2 separate regions of the Rattus norvegicus genome follow, and region 2 is linked to region 1. The links are chromatin contacts, called in public Hi-C maps. All regions are on one chromosome and are shown on one strand. Each heading gives the region's core, a stretch centred on a gene start, on an enhancer-like site or on the middle of the called end of the contact. The rest is flanking DNA. Distances are from core to core; before and after follow the strand shown.

Evidence for each region. A called contact is a pair of places that touch in the nucleus more often than the background predicts.
Region 2: a contact with region 1 is called in a Hi-C map of kidney, with 4 times the contacts expected there. The contact joins two enhancer-like sites. A contact is called at or near these places in 12 of 12 Hi-C or Micro-C datasets (the A7r5 cell line, the Rat2 cell line, Schwann cells and 7 more) and 1 of 1 datasets of contacts at active chromatin or transcription factors (oligodendrocytes).

Annotation. Positions count from the first base shown.
Region 1 is chr10:71,186,770-71,193,572 of GRCr8, reverse strand. All of the region lies in intron 1 of LOC134480843 (large ribosomal subunit protein eL21-like), which reads left to right. Among named protein-coding and RNA genes, the nearest start is that of Tbx2, 13 kb to the right of the region's middle. Within about 2 kb of position 4,847, at least 48 of the 93 cell types and tissues checked have an H3K27ac peak or open chromatin away from gene starts, as enhancers often do. A contact at or near this core is called in kidney, where this site is marked.
Region 2 is chr10:71,319,016-71,325,588 of GRCr8, reverse strand. All of the region lies in intron 1 of LOC134480843 (large ribosomal subunit protein eL21-like), which reads left to right. Among named protein-coding and RNA genes, the nearest start is that of Tbx4, 94 kb to the right of the region's middle. Within about 2 kb of position 1,883, at least 1 of the 93 cell types and tissues checked has an H3K27ac peak or open chromatin away from gene starts, as enhancers often do. A contact at or near this core is called in kidney, where this site is marked.

The DNA.
Region 1 (6,803 bases), core at 3,598-6,097:
CGCAACCGTCCTTTGAGGAGGTGTCGAGGGATTTATTAACTCCTAGATTTTGTCCCCCAGGCTTCCACTCAGGCTTGCCCTTCAGGAGAGGCAGTGCATCCCAGGCATAATACACAGAATCACCTAATCCTCTAACAGCCCCTCCAGTTAGGTACTGTGGTCTCTGCTGAAGCAATTGGGGATGGCAAAATGATGCAATCAATGTCTGCTAGCTGCAAAACACTGTGCTAGGTACTCAACTCAGAACAAAGAAGAATCCTGGAGGAACCAGTGGGCCCAGTTTTGAAGGAAGGCACTTTGCAGAAGGCCCTGAGGCGAGGCCCCCAAGAATAGACTACAGCAGGGACTGAATAGGGTTCTGGGAGTACGCAGGCCCCAAAAGGCCCCATTGCTAGGCTAAAGGACCTGGACCACCCTAAAAATTCTATAGTCTTTGAAGGGTTTCCAGGAGGGGAGCTACCTCATCTCAGGATATGTAGGAAAGACTTACCAGCAGATAGCTAGGAGGCTTCCCAAAGGTAGCATGACCTGGACTGAGAGGAGCAAGGTTTTTTCTCCAAAATACACAGGGTACCAAACTCCCAGGGGACAGAGAATTATCAGCCCTGCTGGAGAGCCTGGTTGGAAGGCTAGTAGTGTATGTAGATGGCCTGGAACCTTCTATAGCAGAAAAAAGTCCTCTGGGAAAATGGGAGGAGGGGCACACAAAGTCACACATGCGCGCACACACACATGTGCCTCAGTCTCCCAACCTGAGCCTGGGTTCTGAGAAGGCCTTGACTGGCTAGGACTGAAGCTGGAGGCTCTCAGGAGTTCTCTACAACCGACTCCAAGTGGGCTTGGAAGACGACCTTTGGTCCAGGGCTAGAGTCCTGGAGGGATTCTCCTGCAGGCCTCGCCTTCAGATGGTAAAATTCATTCATTGGTTCATTTACTCATTCATTTCCTGTTCAAATGCTTTCTGTACCCCTCTTATTTGTTTGAGCAGTGTTTGGTCTGGTGTCCCAGCAATGAGCGAAAGAGACACCAACTCTGCCTTAAGGGAGTCAATGATCTTGTAGGTCACAGAGATTTGATGAAATATATGTCCTCCCCAGAGGAGACATGGCAGTGCATGGGGTCTGGTAGGAAAAGATTGAGCCCCAGGCAGGGGCAGGGGAGAGCCCACCTGTTTGTCTTTAAGACAGGATCTCATTAAATTGTGTAGGGTAGCCCAGTGTGCTCTCTCTCTGTCTCTCTGTCTCTGTCTCTGTCTCTGTCTCTCTCTCTCTCTCTCTCTCTCTCTCTCTCTCTGTGTGTGTGTGTGTGTGTGTGTGCATGTGTGCGTGCGTGTGTGCATGTGTGTGTGTTGGTGTTGGTGTTGGAAGAGGGAATCTGTATAATCCAGGCCTGCTTTCATCTATTGGCAATACCCCTGCCTCAGCCTCCTAAATGCTGTGATGACTGGTATGAGGCATCGCACTCAGCCAACCTCAGACTCTTTATTCTCCTGCCTCTGCTCCCCCCACACCTAAGTGTAGGTGTGTGTAAACAAGTGTCTGCGTTTGCAGGACTGTGTTAGCCTGTGGTCCAGTGGGAAGGGCACCTATACAAATGCAGATCTGAGGCTATTGGTGTGTGTGTAGTCTCTCCATGAGCCTGGATGAGGGCGGTGGAGATGTGGTGGAGGGGGTGAAGGATGACTTGCTCAGACCTAAGAGGCGTCTGCTGGGCAGGATATCAGTGATGTGACCAGAAATCTTATGGGTGAACTAGGAGAGCCTAAGAGCAGAGACAGCTGCTCTGAGAAGAGAGGAACGTCCTGGGTGGGGACAAGAAGAAAGGATTAAGCATGTGCTCTGGGACTAAATAAAAATTACCCTATGACATGCCATCATGACCTGGGGACTCTAATGCCCAGAGACCATAGAGCAGGAATCCTCAGGGCTCTGGGAAGGAGCACTGGCTTGGGAAGATTCTGTGACCTCTCTTGATCCGGAACAGGTCTAAGCCTTGTTTTTTTCTCTCTGAGACGGAAGTTCCCATTGCAAGAATGAGAAAGAAATGTGTTTGGCATGGAGTGGGTGGTCCACAGCTCCCCTTGTCAAGCTGAGGAGCAGTGGCCATAGAGCCAGAGGACATCCTGTTCTCTGCAAGAAATAAAAACAAGAGTGAAGATGGGCCATGCCTACGTTTCCCCCACTAGACGGATGTGAAGCCAGCACCCATCTTGGTCTCCTGGGCTTGTCTTTAATTCGGGCCACTTCTCCTACAGCCAGATTCTGGCCAGGACCCCAAGGCTCAGCATCCGGCTGGTGGCAGAGGTCATGCACCCAGCCCTTTTGTCCTTTCCCAGCAGGGAGCCTGACTTATACCCACCATCACCTCATTAGCTACTGCTGCCAAGGGCCCTGCCCACTGGATTGTGAAAGAGCCTTATCCTTTATTTACTGGATAGCCTGAAGCCCTTCATTTCTCTGAACCCCAATGTCATCCTCCATGGTTCATGATCACTTCACTGCCCCTGACTTGACCTTCACTGAGAGCCAGCCCTCATGAGAAAGTACTTTGAATACCATGAAGGCTTCAGTTCAGGGAAGGACTGAGCCCATGTAAGTAGCCCAGATCTAGAGGGTACCCTTTAAGAAGGGCCCCAGAAGGCCTTCCACGGGTACCGCTTTCTCTCTTTTGGGAGAACCTGCACCCAGTCTGTCAGCGACCCCATGGTGCTGGAGGGCCAAAGTCACCTCACAACACATAGGATGTGCCCCCTCCCAACACAGCGTGGTGGGAAGATTGAACTGTGACAGCCACATCCCATGGGGACTGGAGGCAGCTGGAGCCAGCTGGTTCCCTGAGGGTTTCAGAACCTGGAATGTTATTTCCTAATTGGGAATTCATCCAGGCCACCAGTCCTGACCCCACTCCAAGAATCTTAGCAACAGTCAAAGTTCCCAAGGTCTGTGAGTGGCTCTGCCTGTCTCTCAGGCCCAGGTTCCTCAGGGGTTAGGTCCTTGTCAGGAGTGGTTAAGGTTGGGGACAGGGGTGCTTCAACTAATCTCTCACATATCATTTTGGTTCTAGTCCACACCATTTACTTTGCCAACTAGAATTTCTTCTGGAGCCCAGAAAAGAAAGTCGAATTGTTTAGAGTCTCAAAGCTAGAAGCCAAGTTTGGCCTTGCACTTATCTCGCGTTCAGTTTTCCTGCTCAGTATCTACTTTGCAATAGATGGTCATCAAATGACTACATTACCAAGGGGTTCATCCTCTCTGATATACCCTGAAGGGGAACGATGCTGACACTCTGGCTGGGGTTAGGCAGCAAGTTATGGAAGAGGTGCAAGACTGATGGGAGCTGGGTGAGCTTCTGTCCTTGTGCTCTTAAAAAAGTGTGTGTAGACTTATTCTGCCTGGATGTCGAGCTGCTGGAACCTCTGGTACTTAGCTTCCAAGAATCTCCCCCACTCTGAGTGTGCCATTTCTTTTTTCAGACACACCAGAAGAGGGCATCAGATCTCATTACAGATGGTTGTGAGCCACCATGTGGTTGCAGGACCTCTGGAGGATCAGTCAGTGCTCTTAACCGCTGAGCCATCTCTCCAGCCCTGAATGTGCCATTTCTTAGCTACCAGGCCTCCCCTCTTTACCCGTGTGGAGTATCCAGCTGAAACCGGACTCAACTTCTGGTTGCTCACCCCCTACGCCGTTCTTATTCAGCACCTCCTTTAGAGGGAACAACTGGAGACCCAAAGCCCCTCCAGGACCTTTGGTGGTCTTGAAAGATTATACCCTTGGTCCTCAAGTACACCGGTCCCTGGTGTATATGGAACAGTCTCTTGTGTGACCTTGAGGAGCTGGGTGAGGCTGAGGAGGTGGCGGTAGGAGCTGAGGAATGTCTTAACCAACCCTTACACCCAAGCTTGCATGGTCCAGTGGAGCCTTACACCAAAAGGGCCAGAGGCATGTTTTCCAGTGCCCATAGATCCCAGCCCTGACTGTTTCAGAGAGGCCAGGAAGGACAGAGGCACCTTCCCTGTCTCAAGAAGGATCCGAGCCCAGCCAGGCACATAGAAGGTCATTGCTTCTGGGCGCTGGCACTGCAGGGCAGCTCCGAGAAGACCCCGCATCAAGCTTTGAGCTCTCTAATCGGTGCCCAAAGTCGGTAGCCCCTCTCAAGTCTCTGGGCCTGGACCTACAATGGGTCTAAGGCTCCTCCCGGTGCCCATTTCCCTGGATTCAGTGCACCTCAAGCTCTGGCAGGGCGTGCTGACCGGCTGCAGACCGGCCCCTGGCCTGGAGCGCCATCTCGTGGACATGTGGGGAAGTTTCTGCGGCCTGGGACCTGGGAAGGCTCTGGGATCCGGAACAGCCAAGGCAAAGGGGCGTTAGTTCGAGGTCTTTGGCCCCAACAAACCCGATAGACAGACACTCGCCCCAAGGGGGCCCAAAAGAAACTCGGAGGGAAAAACAGTTTCCAGGCACCAACACTTCCCCTGTGGGGCAACCTGCCTGCTTTCCGGAGGACGCAGCGCAATGCTCTGAGGTCACCCGGAGCGCCCAGCCCCTTCCAATGCTCGGGGTTGCTCTCGCCACTGACGCCTAAGGCTTACAGCCGAGACTCTTCACCCTTGGCTGGACTTAGCCTACCGGGACAGTGTTCCAAACTTCGCGGTCAAGGGCGGAGAGGCGGAGGGAGGATGGGAGGATGGAAGAAGAAAGCAAATTTGGCTTTAGAGTCGTTCCCAACGTGGGAAGAAGGGCTCAGAGTTGCAACTCCAATTTCTCCCAAACCAGTCCCTCCCCGGCTGCCTTCTTCTGGAGAGGCGGGGCCTGAGCCCAGGAGGGGCGGGGCCTGAGCCTCGGAGTCGGAGACCGCAGTCCCGGAGAAGCCCGCGCGGCTTGCTCCTCCCCACGCCCGTGAATCCGCAGCCCACTGGGAAGGCTGAGCCCGGTTCCACGCCCTCCGGGAAGGCAGGGCCTACTTCCGAGGCTCAGAAGCCCTCCGCTGCAGCCGGGAAGTTTGGAGGGAAGAAATGGCTTGAGGGTTCGGAAGCCTCGAATTAACCGCCTGGGAAATGCAGTGTCCAACACCTCGGGATCCATTCAGTTGAGTCGCTAGGGGTCTCACCGTGCCCCCAAATTCTGAATCTTCGAGTTCTCCGGTGAATCACACCCAGTCCTAAACCAGCGCACACAATTTTCTCAGACCCCACACTCCCCATAGAGACTCTTGGCGACACGCTTGGTCACCCACTTAACATGCCTCAACGGCCCCTCGACACTCATAGCTCACACATGTCCCTCTGCTGCCGGATTTGTTATCCAAGGTGCCCTGGTGGCAGGTCCTTCGAAGGGTTAAGGCCGTGGGGCACCGGAGCAGCGGGTACGCGGGCGCCTGAGCTAATTGGCGACCCCAGAGACAATGAAGGCTGGAAGGCTGGGAAGGCTGGTGGCTTAATTGGGCCTGGGAGTGGCCAGACCTTTGTCTGGGACAAGGCCCAGCCCATCGGCCGCAGGATCTCCCCCCAATCTGCACTTGGCCTTGCAGCTGGGGCCCAGCGGAGCACTGGGGTGGCAACCCCGGGAGGGGTGTGTGTAAGGCCGAAAGCAAGAGGCTGGGAGGATTCTCCAAATTGCGCTGCAGATCTGCAATAGCACCCCGCCGGAGCTGCTGCGGCTTTGCCCACCACCGCATGTGCTGCCCCCTGGTGTCCGCATGCCGAGGGGGATCCCACAGCCAAACAGCCAGCATTCTTTCCAGGTAGAAAGCGAGAGGAGAGGCCGCAAGAAGCCAGGGCACACCTTGCTCTGTGAATTTTACCGGCCCTTTCAACCAAAAGCGACTTCGAATAAACGCAGAGATTGGGAGAGATTGCGAAGTAGGGAGGGACTTTCCTTGTTCCTGCTTGGCTCATGGACCACATTGCCGCAGTCAGTCCAAGCTGAGCAGAGTAGCTCATCTAGGGTTAGGGTGAGATCGTCTACACACACACACACACACACACACACACACACACACACACGCACGCACGCACGCACGCACACACACGCACGCACACGCACACACACGCGCACCACACCACACCACACCACACACAGGCACACACACTCCACACTCTCTTCTCCTCAGCCCAGGGAAACTCGAGGCAGCCCTCTCCCAGGTAAAGATGGACAAAGTGTTTTGCTTGCAGTGTGTCAGCCCAGGAAGGTGACCTGAGCATTTGGAGTTCCTGAAACTTTCAATTCTACCTACATCTTCACCCTCCTCTTCAAATCACTATCCCCGATGTCCCTGCACGAGTGGGAAGCCATACACCCGCAGAGGTACACAGTGCCTAACAAGCAACATTTTGGGGTTGGATGTCAAAACCTCCTAAATGTAAAGGGATGAAGACGGGGTGGGCGCTCAACGACCACAAACCCAGGGACATGTTGAAGTAGTCAGCTCCCCCTTTACTGACCGCCTTGGTTGAGCACTGAGGCACCTGCCAGAAGGATGAGGTTATCACCATGGCCTTCTGGAGCGAAGTGGATGGGAGAACCTAGCTCTCCTTAACAGAAGGGGGTCTTAGGGAAGCACCAGCCCAGTGGGACCAGTGGGACACGGTAGGACTCCTTTGAAAGTCGCCAGCAAGTTGAGGCAAGGAGGGGAATGACCCACACTCTCACTCCAGGAGATAAATGAGCTCTGAGGGGTTTTTAAAGTCAGACTTTCCCAGCAGCTCAAACACCGAATGATTCCAGAAGGCAAAGTGATGGGACATTATTCTGGAGTCCGTGATATTGAAGAAAGATGGCCACTATCTCCTCCCCAACACACAC
Region 2 (6,573 bases), core at 634-3,133, 130 kb before region 1:
TTCTCTCCTTCCACCCGGTTTAAGACCGGCTCTCTCTTACTGCTTCCTGCACCCTCCCGATGGCCTGGGAACTTCAGGCTCCAGTTCCACCTCCCTGGAGGGGTTTGGTGTTACAGATGTGCACCTCTGCATCTGTCTTGTTATGTGGGTTCCAGGAGTCAACCTCGGGCCCCTAGACCTACCCAGCATGCATCTTTACCCACAAACCGTCTCTCTGCCTTCCTTATTTTACCTTGTTATAAGAGACTCACACTGGAACCCAGAGAAGTCCAAAACTCACTTTGTGGTCCAGGTTAGCCTCGAACTTATGGCACTCCTCTTGCTTTAGCCATCCCAGAACCCATGTAAATAGTGGATCAGTGTGTTAGCCTGCCTGTATTTCTATCCTCTGAAAGTGGAGATGGGATCGCCAGAGCAATTGTGGTCACTGAGACTAACAATATCAGCTAGCTCTGGGGTTGATTGAGAGGCCTTGACTCAATAAATAAATAAAAAGACTGATCAAAATGATTCCCCAAATCAAACTTTGGCCTACTCTCTCTCTCTCTCTCTCTCTCTCTCTCTCTCTCTCTCTCTCTCTCACACACACACACACACACACACACACACACACACACACACACACACATGCAAACACATGCAGATACCACACAAAAATGGAAAAACAAGATGAAGAGGGTTATCACTGATAATTAGTCTGCTAACCTTGAGCTTGTGATCCTCCTGCCTCAGCCTCCTACCCAAGCACTGGGATGGCAGGCATGTACCAGTACACCTGATCCAAACTAGATTTTAGCTGCAGAGTCTATGGGGCAATTCGTTATATGTAATGCTGACCATTTTAGGACACAAAGATATAAAATGTTTTTTTTAAAGCCATTTGATGTCCCCAAACTACTTTAGTCTGTTCTTAAGCTATGAAAGGATCCATTTTCTATTCTCTTAGTTTCCTTTGCAGCAAGATAAACACAACTGCGCTAACTTGTGGGACTTAACCTTGAGATTCGCCAGTTTACCCACCACCTCCTTAGCACTGTGTTAGTGGAGATGGCCCCTCCCCTTATCTGGCTCAAACAGTTAAGATTTAACTATTGCTCGATCACCGTTCTCCTCAACGTCTACTGATCGGACTTAGCTCTCCTTCATAGTTTCATTCTAGATCACTTTTTTTCCAGTCATCTACCTGGACCCCTTTGTTTGTATTTCTTCATCAATGAATCCTATATCTTCTGTCAACATGTAGTTTAAATGTTGTCTCCTATGGACAGACGGTCTCTGTTGCCCACCCTCCTTGTGCCCAGTCAGTCATTCCCTTAAATACAGGATCCAACAGCACTTCTATTGAATTCTGATTAGATCCTAAAGAGTTTGCCGGTGTCTCTGGTTAATTTTCTTCCTTTTGTGGGGGCGGGGGGGTCAACTTTACATTAGCCAGAGTCCCCAGGAACCTCAGTTAGGAAATGCCTCCATCAGATTGGCCTGTAGATAAGTGAGTCTGAGGGGGACATTGTCTTGATTACTGATTGATATGGAGGACCACCATGGGCGGATCCATCCCTTGGCAGATGCTCCTGGGTGGCATAAAAGAAGCAGGCTGAGCAAACATTGGGGAAGGCGTGTAGTTTGTGGAACTTGTCCTCTGCCACAGATTCAAGAGAGCTTGACAAGAATACCCTTTGTCTAACCTGGATATTTGCTACGAGTTCACCTGTTAGGACCGCCTTTGAGCTCCAACTAACTTCAATCAATAATGTTGAATTTTAGACTATAGCTCTCTAAGGAACGTGAGAGATCACGTAGTCCCACCCCTTCCTACTACAGATCAAGTACACCAGCGTAAGGGGGAGGTGCATAGACTTGGCTTCTATGCCAGGCATTCCTCATGGATAGCAGAGTAGAAAGAGCCTTTGTCCTCTAGGTCCTAAGTTCTGTGTTCTAGCTGCTACCTGGCTTCCTCTGGACACAGTTTAAATATAATACCCCCTCTCTGTCCCTCTCTCTCTTTTTTTGAAAAGCTCTCTTTATTCACACTGTAAAAGAGTCATTATTATAACACTGGTTTTGTCTGTAATTCTTTTTTTTAAGATTTATTTATTTTATTTATATGAGTACACTGTAGCTATCTACAGACACCAGAAGAGGGAATCAGATTCCATTATAAATGGTTGTGAGCCACCATGTGGTTGCTGGGAATTGAACTCAAGACCTCTGGAAGAACAGTTGGTGCTTTTAACCTCTGAACCATCTCTCCAGCCCTTCTCCATATTTCTTATGATTTATGTATTTGTATATTCTGTCTCTCTCTGTCTCTGTCTCTCTGTCTCTGTCTCTGTTTCTCTCTGTCTCTGTTTCTCTCTGTCTCTGTCTGTCTGTCTGTCTCTCTCTCTGTCTCTCATTTGTTTGTTTCACCATGTGGTCCAGGCTGGTCTTGAACTTTCGACCCTCTGCCTCAGCCTCTTGAATGTGGGACTGCAGGCGTGTGGCCCCTTGTCCTACTGTTCTGTTTCCCTTTGTCTGCCTTTTATTTCTGAAGTGGGTTCATACACACACACATCCCCACGGCGATGGCATTTTCTGTGTGATCTCTCTGAAAGATTTTTATCTGTCTAGTTTTGTTAATGTCAAGTTTTTAAGTTTCCTGGTTTCTTAGCCTTTAGGCTTTCATTTGAATATTCAGTCAGTTAGGCCGCCTCATGGCATTGATTAGCAGTCTGAGGTACACGGCCATCCTTAGTCTAGAACTCAGGATTTTCAACTGAAATGACTTTCTAGAGACACTTGGTGGTGTTCTTGTCTTGGGCATAAGGAAAATGAGCTCATGGAGTAGACTGTGTGTGACTGTGTTGTCTCTGACTCTCTGTCATGTGTTACACAGCACGAGCTCAAGTCCAGGATCTGCACCGTGGTTTTCCCCCTTTCTCTACTGTGTGGGGATAAGATCACTGAAGGTGGAGCTGAAGAGATAGATGGATCAGTAGCATAGAGCACTGCCTGCTCTTCCAGTGGACCCGGGTTTGATTCCCGGCATCAGCATGGCTGCTTACAACCATCTGTAACTCTTTCTAGTCTTCCCGCTTCCTGGGCCGTAAGGCACACACCTGGTGCCCATGCATACGTGTAGGAAAAACACCCATACATATTAAATAATAATAGTTAAGAAATTAAAGAGATATCAGATTAAAGCCAAAACCAAAGCAAGACAAACCCCTCTGAACAGCAAGTGTTTTGCTAATTACAGAGAAGGGAGCCAAAGACTTTCAATGACTGTGAAGGCCCCCCAAACTTCATCATCCCAACTGGTCAAGCTTTTAAATTAATTGGAGAATTCTGGCCATAAAAAGTGACCTTAATTCGGAACAAACCATGGATAAGTCTTTCAAAGACTCCAACAAGCCTCCGGTCCTATTCCAACTTATCAGATTACTCCAAAATATATATTTTTTTCCTTAAGGAAAATTATTTCTATGTGACAATTTTCTGGCACTTTCTGCCATTTTGTGTTGAAACGGCCATTCTACCCCCCCCCTTCCTGGCTCACTGTGGGGAATCTGGTGGTCCCTCAACCAACACCAGCTGAACTCACACATACCCTGTGAACTCTTTGTAATTTATTAACAGGACCCCCACCCACAGCCCTAGTTTTCTAAAACCGGGTTCTGTGGAGCGGAGTCCTTTGCCTTGATTTAAGATACCTACCTTCAGACTGATACTTTCCAGGCTTGGGGGCGCTCATATTTTCAGAGCCTAATTGTAAATCATCTTTCATTGGGAAGATTTAAAGACAGACTAAAGGGCTAAATCATTTGCCTTATGGTGTTCCCCAGTGGATAAGAACCAAGGGCCTGACAGCGTTCAGGTGGGACAGATACCAGCAGGAGGAGTATAAAATGTGATGTCATCATTGGGCCTTTGGAAGACATTTTGCGTTGCCCGAGCGGGACAAGCCGCTCGACTGCGATGGGCGGTAAATCAGGACCGGCCGGGGCGGCGGGCAAGGCTTGTTGTGGGCTGTTTGTTTTGCTTCATTCTACTTGATTATTTTGGCAAGGCTAAGCAGAACCATCGATGCTCTGAAGTTCTCTGTAAATGTAGGCTTTTCACTAGGTTAAAAGAGTCCAGCGCAGCCCTTGTCGGAGCGCTTGCTTTGCGCTTGGGATGATGTATTGCGCTCTTGGCTCTGTTCTGAAAACGCCTGTGGTACCCTCACCCTCCTCCCTCAAGTAGCCATGAGACCCTTCCCGCGTCATCTACCTGGCTGTGGCCCTGATGTGCCTGTCACATGTGAGCAGCATTTGGACTTCTTCTGTTCATAGTTCGTGATAAAAAACCAGATGCTAGGGGTTGGGAATTTAGCTCAGTGGTAGAGCACTTGCCTAGGAAGCGCAAGGCACTGGGTTCGGTCCCCAGCTCCGAAAAAAAGAACCAAAACAACAACAACAACAACAACAACAGATGCTACCTAAAGTTAAGGATCCCAAGTTTTCCATTTAACATAAACGGTCTTTTTTTTTTTAGGGTCCCCCCCCCCTTAAATCAATATTTTCTATTCTTCTAGTATTTTCTGAAATTTTAACTAGTTGGCATTTGTTTACCTATGTGTGGTTTAAGCTAATATATATGTATGCATGTATGTATATATTCACACATATATACACATATGAAAGATAGCTGTCAAATGATACTGCAAAGACTGGAGCTAGATGTGGTCAAAAAAAAGTTGGCCAGTCTTGAACTTGATGCCTTCCGTTTGGATGAGTCAGTCTCTAGAGTCGTGAGAGGCTTTGGAGACTATGGATGTGGGTCTGAATGATGTGCAGATTGAGAAGGAAGCAGTGATGAGAATCAAATGAACACCCTGTCACTCGTGTGGTCTATTCTAGTTAGAGGAAGTCTCTGACTCAACCTCCTTCTGAAATAGTAAATGCCTACTTAGGAACCAGTAGCCAGGGTTAGAGGGAACTCAGCTTGTCAGAAGCTAGTCTGCCTTCTAAGCCTGGAACATAACATTTATATACATTAGATAAGATGTGGCCACTCTTATGCAGGCGAGCCCTAAAACATCCGCAGTAATATTCAAGTTGTAAGGTCACAGGAGGAAAACAGTCCCGCCTCCCTCCTGCCCCAGGTAGCACTGCTGTAAACGTGCCTCAGCTGACTGGTGAGTTTTTCCGGTATTCTATTTGTCGGGGTTTGGTTTCCTGCCTCACAGATGTCCTCATGTTTTGGGATTTGATTAGGTACACAGAATGACCAACATGGCCGTCTGGTTCTCATCTTCCCCTCCTTAAGCAAGAGGCACCTTTGGATTCTGAACTCCGTTGGTAATTCAGCCTTCCATGGTAAACCGTGTCTTAGCAGCCTCAGCCTTGGGCTGAGATACCTCCTCGGAGGTGAGTTTAGTCCAGATTGTGATGCTGTTGTATCCAGGTTACACACACTTCCCCTGGTTCATGCGAGCGTCTTTCTTCCTATGAAGATTGACATCACAATTCATCACCGTTGTTCGGTCAAGGTGTAGAGCTCTAGGAGAGCCGGGTGGGCCAATCCCCATCTTCTCGTAGCAGCAAGATTACTTAGAATCCAGAGTGAGTTATTCCTGAAAGAAAATGTCCACAAAGAGTGCTTAAGGCACACCCTCACCCACACCAGAGTCATTTCACTTACTCCTATGTGGCTATGTGACATGCCGAAGGGATTTTTAGCAGCTGTCTTCCAGGGGTGCCTGCTCCCTGGGGCTGCTGCCATCCTGTGGGAACAGTGAGTAAGCTCTGACCACACTGGTTTGAGGAAGAGTGGAGCATTTGGTCCTCAGAGTCTCCTCCCGTTGGGATACAAGCCTGACTTGTCCAGAGCATCTGGGTAGGGAAACTGCATTCACAGCGCCTGCCCGAGGGCTCTGAGACTCATTGGAAGTGCGGTTTCAGTCTCTGGTCTGCTGTTTTACCTCTACCTGGTAACCTTTCAATTCCCAGTGCTGCCCCCGATTTACTGCTCTCAGGCTATCACACTTGTGCAGGACCAGGGCAACCACACCACCCAGTAGTGGAAATAAAGGCTCTTGTGCTCACTAGAGTTCACTATGGGTCGCTACATATGGCTGGACACTTTTGTTTGTTTGTTATATAACAACAGGACAGTGTAACAGGATAACCTGAGTCCTCCAAGTGAGGTTCCAGAGCCATGAGCCTTTTTGGTTAGAGTCCCTATGAGTTCCACACTGTGAGTGTGGCTGGCTAGTGCTAGAGCAAGAGGCAGGCTTGTTGGTGTTTGGACTTTCAGTTTCTCTCGTTTTCCAACTCTCATGGCCTGTACCGCACTCACGCACACACATGATGGTCTAGCTGACCAGACTCTGGTACAAAAGTAGCTTTGCCTTTGACATCCACGCTGCTGGTGCCTGTGCCTTTTGTCAGTGGGTGCCCTAGTGTGAGCATTTGTTATTGTTGTTGCTGTTGTTATTGTTAAAAAGCGAAGACAAGAAGTTGGTTTCCCTCACATTTGTCTTGAGTAAGTGTTGTTACTAAGTAAACCCATGTATTTTCTTTCTTTTTTTTTTTTTTTTTTGGTTCTTTT